2 separate regions of the Sus scrofa genome follow, and region 2 is linked to region 1. Evidence: chromatin contacts called from public HiChIP or PLAC-seq data. All regions are on one chromosome and are shown on one strand. The core of a region is the stretch at or near the end of the contact, and the rest is flanking DNA. Distances in the headings are between cores, read along the strand shown.

What was found. HiChIP or PLAC-seq counts read pairs in DNA pulled down with a chosen protein or histone mark.
Region 2: an H3K27ac HiChIP or PLAC-seq map of skeletal muscle shows a contact between it and region 1. The contact joins the promoter of UBA2 here to the promoter of GPI in region 1. A contact is called at or near these places in 1 of 5 promoter capture datasets (liver), 9 of 47 Hi-C or Micro-C datasets (alveolar macrophages, embryonic fibroblasts, heart right ventricle and 3 more) and 2 of 2 datasets of contacts at active chromatin or transcription factors (alveolar macrophages and skeletal muscle).

Annotation. Positions count from the first base shown.
Region 1 is chr6:44,033,211-44,039,843 of Sscrofa11.1, reverse strand. It overlaps GPI (glucose-6-phosphate isomerase), which reads right to left and starts at 1,470. Exons shown (of 18, transcript NM_214330.1): 1 at 1,328-1,470; 2 at 261-351. The coding sequence starts at 1,449.
Region 2 is chr6:44,101,054-44,107,987 of Sscrofa11.1, reverse strand. It overlaps UBA2 (SUMO-activating enzyme subunit 2), which reads right to left and starts at 4,838. Exons shown (of 19, transcript XM_021097539.1): 1 at 4,636-4,838; 2 at 1,645-1,728; 3 at 338-408. The coding sequence starts at 4,773.

The DNA of each region.
Region 1 (6,633 bases), core at 221-2,720:
GTGCAGCCCCCAGTGGGGCTGACAGATGGCTACAGTCTGGGTGTCTTCCCCCCACCCCCACCTCCACCCCTGCCTGGGAAGAGTCTGCTCAGACATCAGGCACTAGGTCCCCTGCTGGTCAGAACCTGAGCCGGGGGAGGGGCACAGAGGCAATTGCTGAGGTCCACTGAGAAAGACGTAAACATGCTCAAGGACCTGGGGGCTCCAGGAGCCCACCACACTGTGGCTCGCAGGTCAAGCCTCCATCAGCCGAATATTACCAGGTCCACCAGCATCTGCATCACAGCCTCCGTCACAAGATTCTTGGAGTAATCCAACAGAATACGGCCATGGTTGGTGTTGAGGTTCAAGCTGCAGAAAGATGGCAGAAGCTGCTGACACCACCCCAGCCTGCTCCCTGACCAGAGATGCTTCCAAAAAAAACATCCTCCCTGTGCCAAATCCAAACATGCCTCAGCTGGCCAGCGCAAGTGGTGTCAACTGTCACCTGCACACCCACCAAGCTGACCTGCTGCAGCAGCAGCACACTGCAAGGGGCCAGCCCCACAGAACAAGATGCAGACCCCCGAGGCACCTTCCCTCTGCTAAAACTGAGCTGGGGGATGGGAAGGCAGAGCTGCGTGTGCCCCCCTGCCTAGGCCAGGGAGTGACCATTCCCTCCCAGAGCTTCCACTCTGCAACTGAGCTTACTCAGCGAAGGACCTAGATAACAGGGCTGGCCATCAGGGACTTCCAGCCTGGAGCCACAGACCTCCCCTCCCCCAACACCTGCACCAGTGACCATTCCTGCCCCTCAAGATTTCTTCCTTTCCTGGGTCCTTCGTGGGCATCTGACCCTAGCCTCATGGACAGGAATCACCCCCCCCGCCTCTCCACCCTTCCACCGCGGCTCCCCACAACCTCCCCCCGCCCCACCCTGTGCACCCCGCAGATGGTTCCCAGTCCAGGACCGGGTGGAAGTGGGCAGCCCTTCCGCCCGTGCTGCGTCAGCGAGGGCCCTTGCTCACGACGGGGAAGGATGGCCTGCTTCAATGGCCTAGAGGGACTGGCGGGGGATGGGGTGAGGGGAGAACGGGAGAAAGATGCCACAGAGGAGGGGAAGCGGCGCAGGGGCCCACTCCTCATGACTAAGCAGCCGGGCCCGAGACCTCCGGCGAGCACCCGGAAACCTGCTTCAAGGAGGCGTCAAGGACGAAGTGCGGCCTGGGCCTGGACCGGGATTCGTCGCCGGGGGGCCCCCCGGGGACCGCCACCCCGCCAACCCGGCCCTGGTCCTGCACAGCGGGACCCCGCGAGCCGCATCCCGCCCCTGGCCGCGAGCGCGCACCTGAAGTGGTTGAAGCGGTCCTTGTCCCCTTCGAAAAGGCGGCGCAAGTTGAGGTCAGAGCGGTGCTCGTGGTACCAGGTCTGCAGCTTCTTGAACTGCGGGTTCTGGGTGAGTGCAGCCATGGCGAAAGCGGCTGGAAACACGGACCCCTGCGGACGCGAACGAGGAAGCGGGGCGGGCGGCGCGCTGCAGGCGGAGGCGGGAGGCGCCCAGCGGACTTTATGGCGCAGGCGCCCGGCCCCGCCCCGGCCCCGCCCCGGCCCGGCCCTCTGCCCTTCTGTCGGCGCCGGCGCGGGGAAGACTTGGTCAGCAGCAGTGGCTCGGGACGTCTCGTCCTTCTTGACACCAGGCGGCCACTTGCGCTGCCTCTCTGCCGACCTCTGCCTGGAAGTGACTGGGGAACAGAGGCCGAGCCCCCTTGGCCCCGGCCTGCTTCATTAGTTCATTCATTCACTCACGCAACACCTTCCATGTTCCAGGCAGTGTTATAGGTGTTGCAGATACATGTGTGACAAGTAAGACGTATGGCATGTCAGATGCTGGTAAGTGCTACTGAGAAAAGGAAAGCTGGGAATAGAGGTTGCAATATTGAATAGAATGGTCAATGGAAAATTCACTAGTGAAGTGGCATTTGAGGGAGTTCCCGTCGTCCCGCAGCGGAAACGAATCCGGCTAGGAACCATGACGTTTGGGGTTCGATCCCTGGCCTTGCTCAGTGGGTTAAGGATCCGGTGTTGCCGTGAGCTGTGGTGTGGGTCACAGACGCGGCTCGGATCCCTTGTTGCTGTGGCTCTGGCGTAGGCCGGTGGCTACAGCTCCAATTCGACCCCTAGCCTGGGAACCTCCATGTGCCACGGGAGCAGCCCAAGAAATGGCAAAGACAAAAAAACAAAACAAAACAAACAAACAAACAAAGGAAAAACAAACCCAAAAGACAAAAAAAAAAAAAAAAAAAAGTGGCATTTGAGCCAAAGCCTAAAGAAGGTGAGGAGGCAAGCCAGCTGGCTAACTGGGGGAGAAGTATTCAGACAATGGGAAGAGCAACTGCAAAATTCCCACAGAGAGCATGCTTAGATGGCTCAGCCACAGAAGGAGGCAAGTGTGGCTGGAGTGAATGAAGGGCAAGCAATAGAAGATGAGGTCAGAGAGGGAAGGAAGGCAACAAGTCATTGTGAGAACTTTGGTTTTTATTCTAAGAGAGATGGGAAGCCATTGAAGGGTTTAAGGAAAGGCGGGACATCATCTGACATGTTTTACAAAGGATCAGATCCACAATTCAGTAGACATGGAAGTACGGACAACAGATGGGACAGTGAAACAATAATTTAACCCAGGAATGAAGGTGTCAGGGTAGGAGAAGTTGGGTGTGGTGACCTAGATATATTGAGTGAAGAATAAGAGAAAGAAAAAGAACAGTCAATAACCGACATCCAGTTTTTTACCCGAGTTCCTGGGAAAATGGAATCACCATTGCATCTTGGAGAAATGCAAGTTTTAGGGGAAAGATCAAGGTTTTTTTTTTTGTTTGTTTGTTTCCCCTTTTGGCCAGGGTTTGAATCTAAGCTGAATTCTGCCACCTACTCCACAGCTGTGGCAACACCAGATCCTTAACCCACTGAGCGAGGCCAGGGATTGAACCCTAAACCTCATGGTTCCTATTTGGATTCATTTCTGTAGTGCCATGATGGGAACTCCCATGATCTTGCTTTTTTGACATGTTAAGTTTTCAAAACATATTAGACATCTTAGTGGAGGTGTTGAGCTGGGTGTTTACAACTGGAGTATGAAGAGAGATGGTTCAAGCAGGAGGAAAAACTTGGGAGTCATGGTGAATAGATAGAATTTGCGTTTTTTTTTTTTTGTTTTTTGTTTTTTGCCTTTTGCCTTTTTGCCTATTTCTTTGGGCCGCTCCCACGGCCTATGGCGGTTCCCAGGCTAGGGGTCCAGTAGGAGCTGTAGCTGCTGGCCTACACCACAGACACAGCAACGCAGGATCCGAGCCGAGTCTGCAACCTACACCACAGCTCATGGCAACACTGGATCCTTAACCCACTGAGCAAGGCCAGGGATTGGACCCGCAACCTCATGGTTCCTAGTTGCACTCGTTAACCACTGAGCCATGACGGGAACTCCAAAAGATAGCATTTGAACTTAAAAGCCTAGATGGAAGTCTGGGTGAGAGGGAGTAAATACAGTCAGAGAGAAGAGGTCCAAGAACTGGGCACTCAAACTGAGATTCTCCATCACCCAGTTCCCCCAGGAAGGCCATCCATATGCATTCAGGAGTGTGCTCCCTCCTCTGCAGTCCCAGGCCTCCCCAGGGCTTCCTCTGGCCCATCTCCCAGCTCCACACAGTCACTGCCACCTCTGGCCTCTGCAAGTGCCTATTCTCTCTCTGCCCAGAATTATTTGAGTTTTTAAAGATAAAGAAGGAGGAGTTCCATGGTGGTTCAGTGGGTTAAGTATCCAGCATTGTCACTGCTGTGGCCTGGGTCACTGCTGTGGTGCAGGTTTGATCCTTGGCTCTGGAATTTCTGCATGCTGTGGGTGCGGCAATTAAAAAAAAAAAAAAAAAAAAGAGTTCCTGTCAAGGCACAGCGGAAACGAATCTGACTAGTATCCACTAGGATTCGGGTTTGATCCCTGGCCTTGCTCAGTGTGGTGTAGGTTGCAGATGCGGCTCAGATCCCCAGTTGCTGTGGCTGTGGTGTAGGCCGGCAGCTGTAGCTCCGATTTGACCCCTAGACCGGGAACTTCCATATGCCAAGGGTACGGCCCTAAAAATAAAAAAAATAAAATAATTTTTTATTCTTCTTCTTCTTTTTTTTTTTTAGGGCTGCACCCTTGGCATATGGAGGTTCCCAGGCTAGGGGTCTAATTGGAGCTACAGCTGCCGGCCTACACCACAGCTCACACAATGCCAGATCCTTCACACACTAAGTGAGGCCGGGAATCGAACCTGCAACCTCATGGTTCCTAGTTGGATTCATTTCCGCTGTGCCACAAAGAGAACTCCAAATACAATAATTTTAAAAAGAAGAAGGGAAAAAAAGAGGGGCCAAAGACTGAAGAAATGAATGGTTACAGGATTTTGCAGGGAACAGTCCTGTCCACATGGCCCTTATTTACCCAGAGCTTTGATCCTCTTCACCTCTGAGATTTAACTGGGTTTCCCAGACCTGGCACAATCATGACTTGTGCTAAACAGCATCTGTTCTTACTAGAGTTCCTGGGAAGCACTCCAACCAGAGTCTCCCATCCAAGCAAGTTACCTGTCTGCCCAGAACAGCATTCTCACACCCTCAATCCTGTGTTTCAGAACAAACTTCATCCAATAAGGAAGCCAGTCTGAGCAGCCACTGTCCCATCATCCACTTGCCCCATGAGTCCTCCCATGACTCTAGCCCAAGAGTAGCCACTATCTCCCTTTTTCTAGCAGGCTCTTTTTGGTTACCGCAGGGATGTCTCTTTGTCTGTTGTCTTTGTCCAAAACCAGTGCCTCCCAGTCTTGGCTTTCCTCCTCTGCTTCTATGATTGCATCAGAGATGAACACATGACCTAAGCCAGCCAAATGAAGTCCTTTCCTGGGACCTGATGCCAGCAGGAAAAACTCAGATCCTTTAAGCCACTGAGCGAGGCCAGGGATTGAACCCTGGTCCTCATGGATCCTAGTCGGGTTCGTTATCGCTGAGCCATGAAGGGAACCCCATGAGGGTTTCATCTTCTTTTTAACATTCAGTTAAAAAGTACACCTCCAGTGGTTTGACCTCTGTGATTCGCAGCAGATTCAGTTACTCCAGATTTTCCCCGATAATCCCAGATCGCCCCAATATTTTAAGTTTAACATTGTATTTTGAAACTCCAAAGTTACGTGGATTTTTTTTTTTTTTTTTGGTCTTTTGAGGGCCATACCCGTGGCACATGGAGGCTCCCAGGCTAGGGGGTCAAATCGGAGCTGCAGCTGCCAGCCTACACCACAGCCACAGCAACGTGAGATCCGAGCCGTGTCTGTGACCCACACCACAGCTCGCAGAAACGCTGGATCCTTGACCCCCCTGAGAGAGGCCATGGATCGAACCAGTGTCCTCATGGATGCTAGTCAGATTTGTTTCTGCGGAGCCAGGATGGGAACTCCTGGATTTTTTCATATTAGCAGAAAACTAGATTCCTCTCTGGAGGGCCACAACTCACAGTAGCTATGGAGAGAAAATGCAAGAAGGGGTAGCACAAAGAAGGACTGTTATTAATTGAAAGCCATTCATCATCCAACTACTAAGAAAGTAACCATTACTTTAACACCATTACTCCTGCCAAATGACTGTGTGTAGAGCCTTATGCTAAATTCTCTCCCTCACAACCCTCCTAGCAGCCCCGGGAGGGACATCCTCTTGTCCTCCCCATTTGACAGACAGGTTAAGAAATCCGAAAATAGCCACTTTGCTACTAAGTAGAGAATCACCTGAGGATTTTTCTTTTTAATGGCCGCATGGGGGTGTTCCTGGCCCAGGGATCGAATTTAAGCTGAGGCTGCGGCAATACTGGATCCTTTAACTCACAGCACCGGGGCTGGGGATCGAACCCACTCCGCAGCGACCCCAGCCACTGCAGTTGGATTTGGATTTTGGATTTGGGGGGGGGGGGTGTCGGTGAACCTGCGACACATGTAAATTCCCAGGCTAGGGGTCAAATCAGAGCTGCTGGCCTATGCCACAGCCATTGCCATTGCCACATCAGATCCAAGCTATATCTGTGACCGGGCAACACCTGATCCTTAACCACTGAGTGGGGGCCAGGATTGAACCCGAGTCCTCATGGATACTAGTCGGGTGTGTTACCGCCGAACCACAACAGGAACTCCCTTGAGCCTTGTTCTTAATCACAACCCTGTCCTGCCTGCCACTTTCTGACTCTTCAGCTTTAGGAAAAATGTGCAGCAAAGTGTGGGCAGTCCCTCCTTTCCCTCCCCACCATCCCAGCCCTGTTTTAACATCAATTGGGCCTTAATGATATTGCATCTGATGTTTGGGTAGAATTTTACAAGTGGAATTGGCCAAGAATGGCACCTCTAACAGGACAGCAGCAAGGGCAAAGGCAGAGGCAGGAGAATTCAACCACGGGATTAACACTGGCGTCCTTGACTAGATCTAAGGATCTATGTAGGGCAGTGGGGAGGAAGCCACCAGGAAAGGTGCACTGGTGGCAGTGTGATCGGACATTGGAGTATGGGGTGTGTGTGGGGTCTGTGGTTTGGAAAAATATTAAGGTAATTTTATATTCTGACAAAAGCTACACCTGTATTTCTACCA
Region 2 (6,934 bases), core at 3,589-6,088, 65 kb before region 1:
ATATAATTTCTCATAGTTTAGAATATCTTTTTATTTAAAATAAGACTATAAGTTCCTTTTAGGTTTCCAAGTAACTTATTTATTGAAAGTATTAAAGTAACTCACCTCTTACCTAAATCATTCAAATCATATAAATATATAAAAATATGTATAACTTAAATGAATGCCACTTATGTGGGCACAACCTATCACACAAATTATCCCCCCCCAAAAAAAAAAATCTTAAAAAGCAGAATGACTTTTGAGTTCATACATTTAGCTAATAAAAATATCTTCCAAAGGTTTAATTAAAAATTCACAGCAAACATAATTTTGCAACATAATAATCAGAGCATACTTCATGATGCTGTCATGGTAGGCTATGATATTAGCTTTCGGGTAAAACTGCAGTACACTTTCTTTGGCAACCTGGAAAAACAAACAACACTAAATTACTAATTTACTAAGTTACTACAACATTTCTCTCTGTATGTGAAATATATTTATGGTGCACAACAGTTGTTTCACCTACTTACATAACACTACCTTATTAAAACCTAAAGAAATATAAAAATGTTAACAGAAAATTTTATTAAGATTAAGCTATTACACATACTTAGAAAATAACCAGAGAGCTGCCCCTCTCATACACACCTGTTCATGAATGGCAAGCTTCAGCAAAAGTATCAAATGCAGTAACCAAGTAGTCATTTACCCAAAGAATATCTACTAAGCATCTTCCATATAAGAGAATCTGCATAAGGCACTTGGTGAGCAAAAGTGACATTAATCAAATAATCACCTAGATAAATTTAATTACAAACTATGATAAATATACACAGAAAAAGTAGAAGTTGTTGGAGTTCCTGTCATGGCTCAATGGAAACCAATCTGACTAGTATCCATGAGGACACAGGTTCGATCCCTAGCCCCGATCAGTGGGCTAAAGATCTGGCATTGCCAGTGAGCTGTGGTGTAGGTCACAGATGTGGCTCGGATCTGTTGTTTCTGTGGCTGTGGTGTAGGCTGGGAGCTGTAGCTCCAATTGGACCCCTAGCCTGGGAGCCCCCATATGCCGCTGGTGTGGCCCTAAAAAGACAAAAATAAAAGTAGAGGTAGTTATGAGAGAAAGATCTGACTCAGTCTAAGAGGTTTAGGAAAGCACTCCTAGAGAAAATTTGAAATGTGTAAAGAAGAGTGGAAGTTTGCCCAAAAGCCTAGAAGAGAAGAAAAGGGAAAAAATGTTTAAAAACCTGAATCAAGATGGACATTCAAGGAACTAAAGATAAGTCGGGGAGACTGTCTTTTAAAGAGAACAACAGCACAGGGTGTAGCTTCTCAAGCTCCCAAGTACAGGAGCAGCCAACCAACCTCCAGGGAATATAGGAACACAAAGCTCGTGCCAAGTAAATAATCAGAAATTTAAGTAAGAGAGGGACACCATTTACAGGTTTGGGTAGAGTACTTTTATTTCCCCTGCAGACCGAAAAATGAGGACAGTCTTCAGTCCTTTACTGGACAGATCTTACTTGTCACAATCCCTCAGGTACAAGGAGATGGCTTCCCCATGATCTCCCTCATACCAGAGTCCATAAATAGAAGAGCCACCAAAGGGCAGAAATATAAACGGCTAAACAGAAAACGATAGGAGAAATACAAAGTTACCTGAGCCTTTGATCTTCCAACATGTTTCTTTTGAAACAAAAACTGTCTGTTGAGGTTGCTGACATCAATAGTATCCAGATCAATCTACAAATGCATAAACTCCAAATAAATCACAAATTTCCTCTATGTCTGAACAATAAGTATCACTACCTCAGCATCCATAACCCAGAACTTCTGATATTTTCTACATTAGTGGAGAAAATGCTTTTCAACCAGTAATACCAAAGTTGCTAAGTTGATAAAAATAATTTCATGCAGGCGTTCTCTTGTGGCACAGGAGGTTAAGACTCTGGTGTTGCCACTGCAGTGGCTTTTGAGTTGCTGCTGTGGCTCAGGCTCAATCCCCGATCTGGCAACTTCCATATGCCACAGGCACAGTATGATGCATGTATAAATAAGTAAATAATTTAATGTATGTTTTTTAAGAAAAACCAGGATTTAATTTCAGAGATAACTTTTTCAAAAATGTTATTTATTTTGTGATTTTCATTTTTTCCATTATAGTTGATTTAGTGTTTTGTCAATTTCTACTGTACAGCAAAGTGACCCAGTCATACACACACACTCTTTTTCTCACATTATCCTCCATCATGTTCCATCACAAGTGACTAGATATAGTCCCCTACATCTATACAGCAGGATCTCATTTGTTTCTCTACTCCAAATGAAATAGTTTGCACCCATTAACCCCAGACTCCCAGTCCATCCCACCCCTTCCCCTTGGCAACCACAAGTCTGTTCCCAAATTCTATGAGTCTCTTTTCTGTGGAATCAAAAATATTTTAGGATACATTTTGCTCTTTAATCATCCTGACAAAAAATTAAGAAATTCCTTTTTTTTTTTTTGGGCTACACCCATGGCATACGGAGATTCTCAGGCTAGGGGTCGAATAGGAGCTGTAGCTGCTGGCCTACACCATGGCCACAGCAACGTGGGATCTGAGCCATATATGCAACCTACACCACAGCTCATGGCAACACCAGATCCTTAACCCACTAAGTGAGGCCAGGGATCGAACCTGCAACCTCATCGTTCCTAGTTGGGTTTCTTAACCACTGAGCCATGACCAGAACTCTGGAAATTCCTTCTATGCCCTTATATGCCATAAAATTAGTTGAAAATGTGTTATACTGCCATCATTTCTTCATCAATCTAGTTACTCTCTCAAATAAAACATAATAGATTTAACTGTGCCCTGTTTTTTTCTCACATGACACCTGGCAAACAGATTACTGAATTTTTGCTGCTTTAATTCAAAAGTCTTTACCTATGACATAATTTCATTTACAATTATTACCTGAGGGCTATAGAAGTAAAATTCTACACAAGGTTAAAAGTGTTACACTTTGGAGTTCCCACTGTGGCACAAGAGGATGGGTGGTGCAACATAGGTTGCGACTGCAGCCTGGATCTGATCCCTGGCCCACGAACTCCATATGCCAAAGGATGACCAAAAAAGAAAAAGCAAGGAAGAAGAAAAAGTGTCAGGTTTTAAGTCTTAACTAATTGCTGCTTAAAAGTCAATATAAGCAGAGAGTTCTCTTGTGGAGCAACAGGTTGTCACTACAGTGGCTCAGGTCACTGTTGTGTTGAAGGTACGATCCCTAGCCCAGGAACTCCCACATGCCAAGGGCATTGCCTGCCCCACCTCCAACCAAAAAAAAAAAAAAAATATATATATATATATATTTATATGGAAATATAAGATATAATAATAACTAATACCACTTTCATTCCATCTCAATAAAATATGAGAAATGAAATATTTGTGAAATCACCAAAACATATACTCACCTAACATTTTTTATTTGTACTTCCTAAGTTTATATTGAAATTAAACCAAATAAAAAGGATCAGCATTCATTTTTCAGGTGCCCAAATTCACTGTCTTGTCTATTACAAAATGGTCCTTTTAAAGAAGTACCAGGAGTTATTAGCAATGCAACAATCATATTTGGGATATGTGATACAGAACTGAATGGAAAGACTAACTCTATAAGAACCAAACAAAAATGCATAGTCTTTTCCCCTAGTCACTCATTTATTAGTTCAGTCAGCCACTTTTTTTTTTTTTTTTTTTTAAATTCCATGTCTTCACTACGCCTTAAGACACTGTAAACTCACATCCAAACTCCAGGTTACAACTCCAATTACAAAGTTCACAGTAATAGAAATAACTTGATTCTAACTACAGTAACTTCCTGTCATTGCAAAAGTTAAAATCCTAAACATCCATCTTTAACGAAATAAGCGAGCATACGATCTAAGGTGACAACAATGATTGTAACGCAGATTATGTGCCCCCAGAACAGAGGAGCGCGAGTGCCAAAGGAGTTCTACAACTTGCTTAGCGATCCAAGGTAAGTTACTAAACTCCACTGCATCTCCTTTTTCCTCTTATCTGTTGAAAATAAACTGGAATGAAAGCAGCGTTTACAAGCCTATGAGAGTAGTGAAGAGTAAATGCGTTAAGGCGAGTAAACCACTCAGGGCAGCACGGGGGCTCCAGACAAGCGCTCAGTAGGTCCAGGTTGCTATTACCGCCATACTCTGCTCTGGATCATTATTTCTGAGTTATGGGGGACTTCCGAATTGAACATTCTCAACATCCATAAGGGACACAAGACAATCACCTTCTGCCTCGGGTTAAAGCTGGGGAACTGTTCTGAAGCGGGGACACCAGTCCGCTTCCACACCCTATAGCCGCCACAAATTGGCGCTTCCCGGGAAGCGGGGGGCGGCCCGCCGCGGGACGCCCGGAAGACCCGGGCCCTCAGCCCCCTCGGCCTCCTCGGCGTGCGGAGCCGGCCCGGGATGCGGCGAGGCCGGCCCCGTCCCCGTCGAAGAGCTTCCTCTACGCAGGCAGCCACGACCCCGGGGCCTCTTGGCCCAGCCCCGCGCCCCAACTCCGGTCCCGACCCCCGGGCCACGAACCCCCGGCCCCGTCTCCACGGCCCGCCATTCAGCCCGCGCGCACGCCTGGCCCTCACCAGGTCGATGTGTGAGAAGCCGGTGAGCACAAGGTTTTTAAGGAGCTCGCAGCCGATGCCTCCCGCGCCCACCACCAGGACCCGGCCGCCGGCCACGGCCTCGGCCAGCTCCCGGGGCAGCCCCCGCGACAGTGCCATGGCGGGAAGACCACGAGCCGCGGCGGAGGCGGAGGCGGGAGAAATGAGCCGCGGCCGGAAGCAGGTGGGGGAGGGGCGCCTCAGCTTCCGTTCCTGCGCACTGCGGCCGCCAGTGGGCGCCGAGTGGGCGGGGCCTTGGGAGTCCCTGGGCTGGTGGCTCCAGCTCAGGCTTCAGTTTAAGCGGAGTGTTCACACCTCTGGGCGTGCTAGAGACTGGGAGCCTTTCAGGGACGTGTGTACTCCTCTATCCGGCTTCCGGCTTAAGACGCCTAAGGGTCGTCCTGTAGCCTGAGGTTTGGACTCCCAGCCAAGGCTTGTTACAGGTTAGAAAACAGAGGTCCTTCTATGTAAAGAGCTCTTACATATTAACAAGATGACAAATGTCGGAGTTCCTGGTGGCTCAGCAGGTTAAGGATCCCGTGTTGTCACTGCTGTGGCTTGGTTTGATCCCAGGCCCAGAACTTCCACATGCTGCGGGTGTGGCCAAAAAAAAAAGGGAAGAAAGAAAAAAGAAAACAGATGTCACCTAGATAAAATATATAGGCAAAGGATGGGAAAAAGCACTCAGACAATGGATGATATGCTCAATATTGAAATTTAATCAAGGAGTACCTATCCTGGCTCAGCAGTAACAAACCTGACTAGTATCCATGAGGACTCGGTTTCCATCCCTGGTCTTGCTCAGTGGATTAAGGACCCACTGTGAGCTGTGGTGTAGGCCATGCTGCAGCTCCTATTAGACCCCTAGGCTGGCATCTTCCATATGCCAACAGTGCAGCCGTAAAAAGACAAAAAAGAAAAAAATTTCATCAAAGACATGCAAAATAGTATTCAAATTCTTTTCACCTATTAAACTGGCAAAAAGAAAATTTATAACACTGTTTTTGAGCACTGCAGATAAGAATACTAAAGCAAAGCTTCCTAGAGACTAAAGCAGCAGTACGATTACAAAAACCCAAGTAGGAGTTCCCTGGTGGTATAATGGTTAGGACTCTGCACTTTCACCCCTGTGACCTAGGTTCGGTCCCTGGTTTGGGAATTGAAATCCCACATGAAGCCCCTGCACATTGTAGCCAAAAGTGGGAGAAGGAGGGTTGGAATTCTCAATGTGGTATACTAGGTTAAGAATACAACTGCAAAGGCTCAGATTCAATCCCTGGCCCAGGAACTTCCACATGCTGTGGGTGCATCCATAAAAAACAAACAAACAAGGAGTTCCCATCCTGGCGCAGCAGAAATGAATCTGACTAGAAACCATGAAATTGTGGTTTTGATCCCTGGCCTCGCTCAGTGGGTTAAGGATCTAGCGTTGCTGTGAGCTGTGGTGTAGGTCGAAGACATAGCTTGGATCCTGCATTGGTGTGGCTGTGGCTGTGGCCAGCAGCTGTAGCACCAATTAGACCCCTAGCCTGGGAACCTCCATATGTCATGGGTGTGGCCCTTAAAAGACAAAAGACAAAAAAAAAACCTAAAATTGTGCATAGCTTTTTTTTTGCTGCACCTGCAGCATTTGAAAGTTCCCAGGCCACAGAAGCAGCCAGAGCTGCTGCAGTGACAACTGCCAGAGCCTTAATCCACTGCACCACAAGGGAACTCTGTGTGTAGCTTTTTTTTTTTTCTTTTTTTCTTTTTTCCTGAGATATATGGAGGTTCCCAGGCTAGAGGTCAAATCAGAGCTGTAGCCGCAGCCTACACCACAGCCACAACAACGTGGGATCCGAGCCACATCTGCAACCTACACCACAGCTCATGGCAATGCCAGATCCTTAACCCACTGAGCAAGGCCAGGGATCAAACCAGCATCCTCATGGATACTGGTCAGGTTTGTTAACTGCTGAGCCACGACGGGAACTCCTGTCTTTTTAGGGCTGCACTCTGGGCATATGGAAGTTCCCAGACTAGGTGTTGAATCAGAGCTACAGCTGCTTGCCTATGCCGCAGACACAGCAACTCGGGATCCAAGCCACATCTGTGACCTACACCACCTCTCACGGCAATGCCAGATCCTTAACCCACTGAGCAAGGCCAGGGATTGAACCTGCATCCTCATTGATGCTAGTTGGATTCATTTCTGCTGAGCCAGGTTGGGAACTCCCCATTTCTAACATTTCTTTTTTTTCTTTTTTTTTTTTTTTTTTGTCTGAGTGTCTTTTTTTTGTTG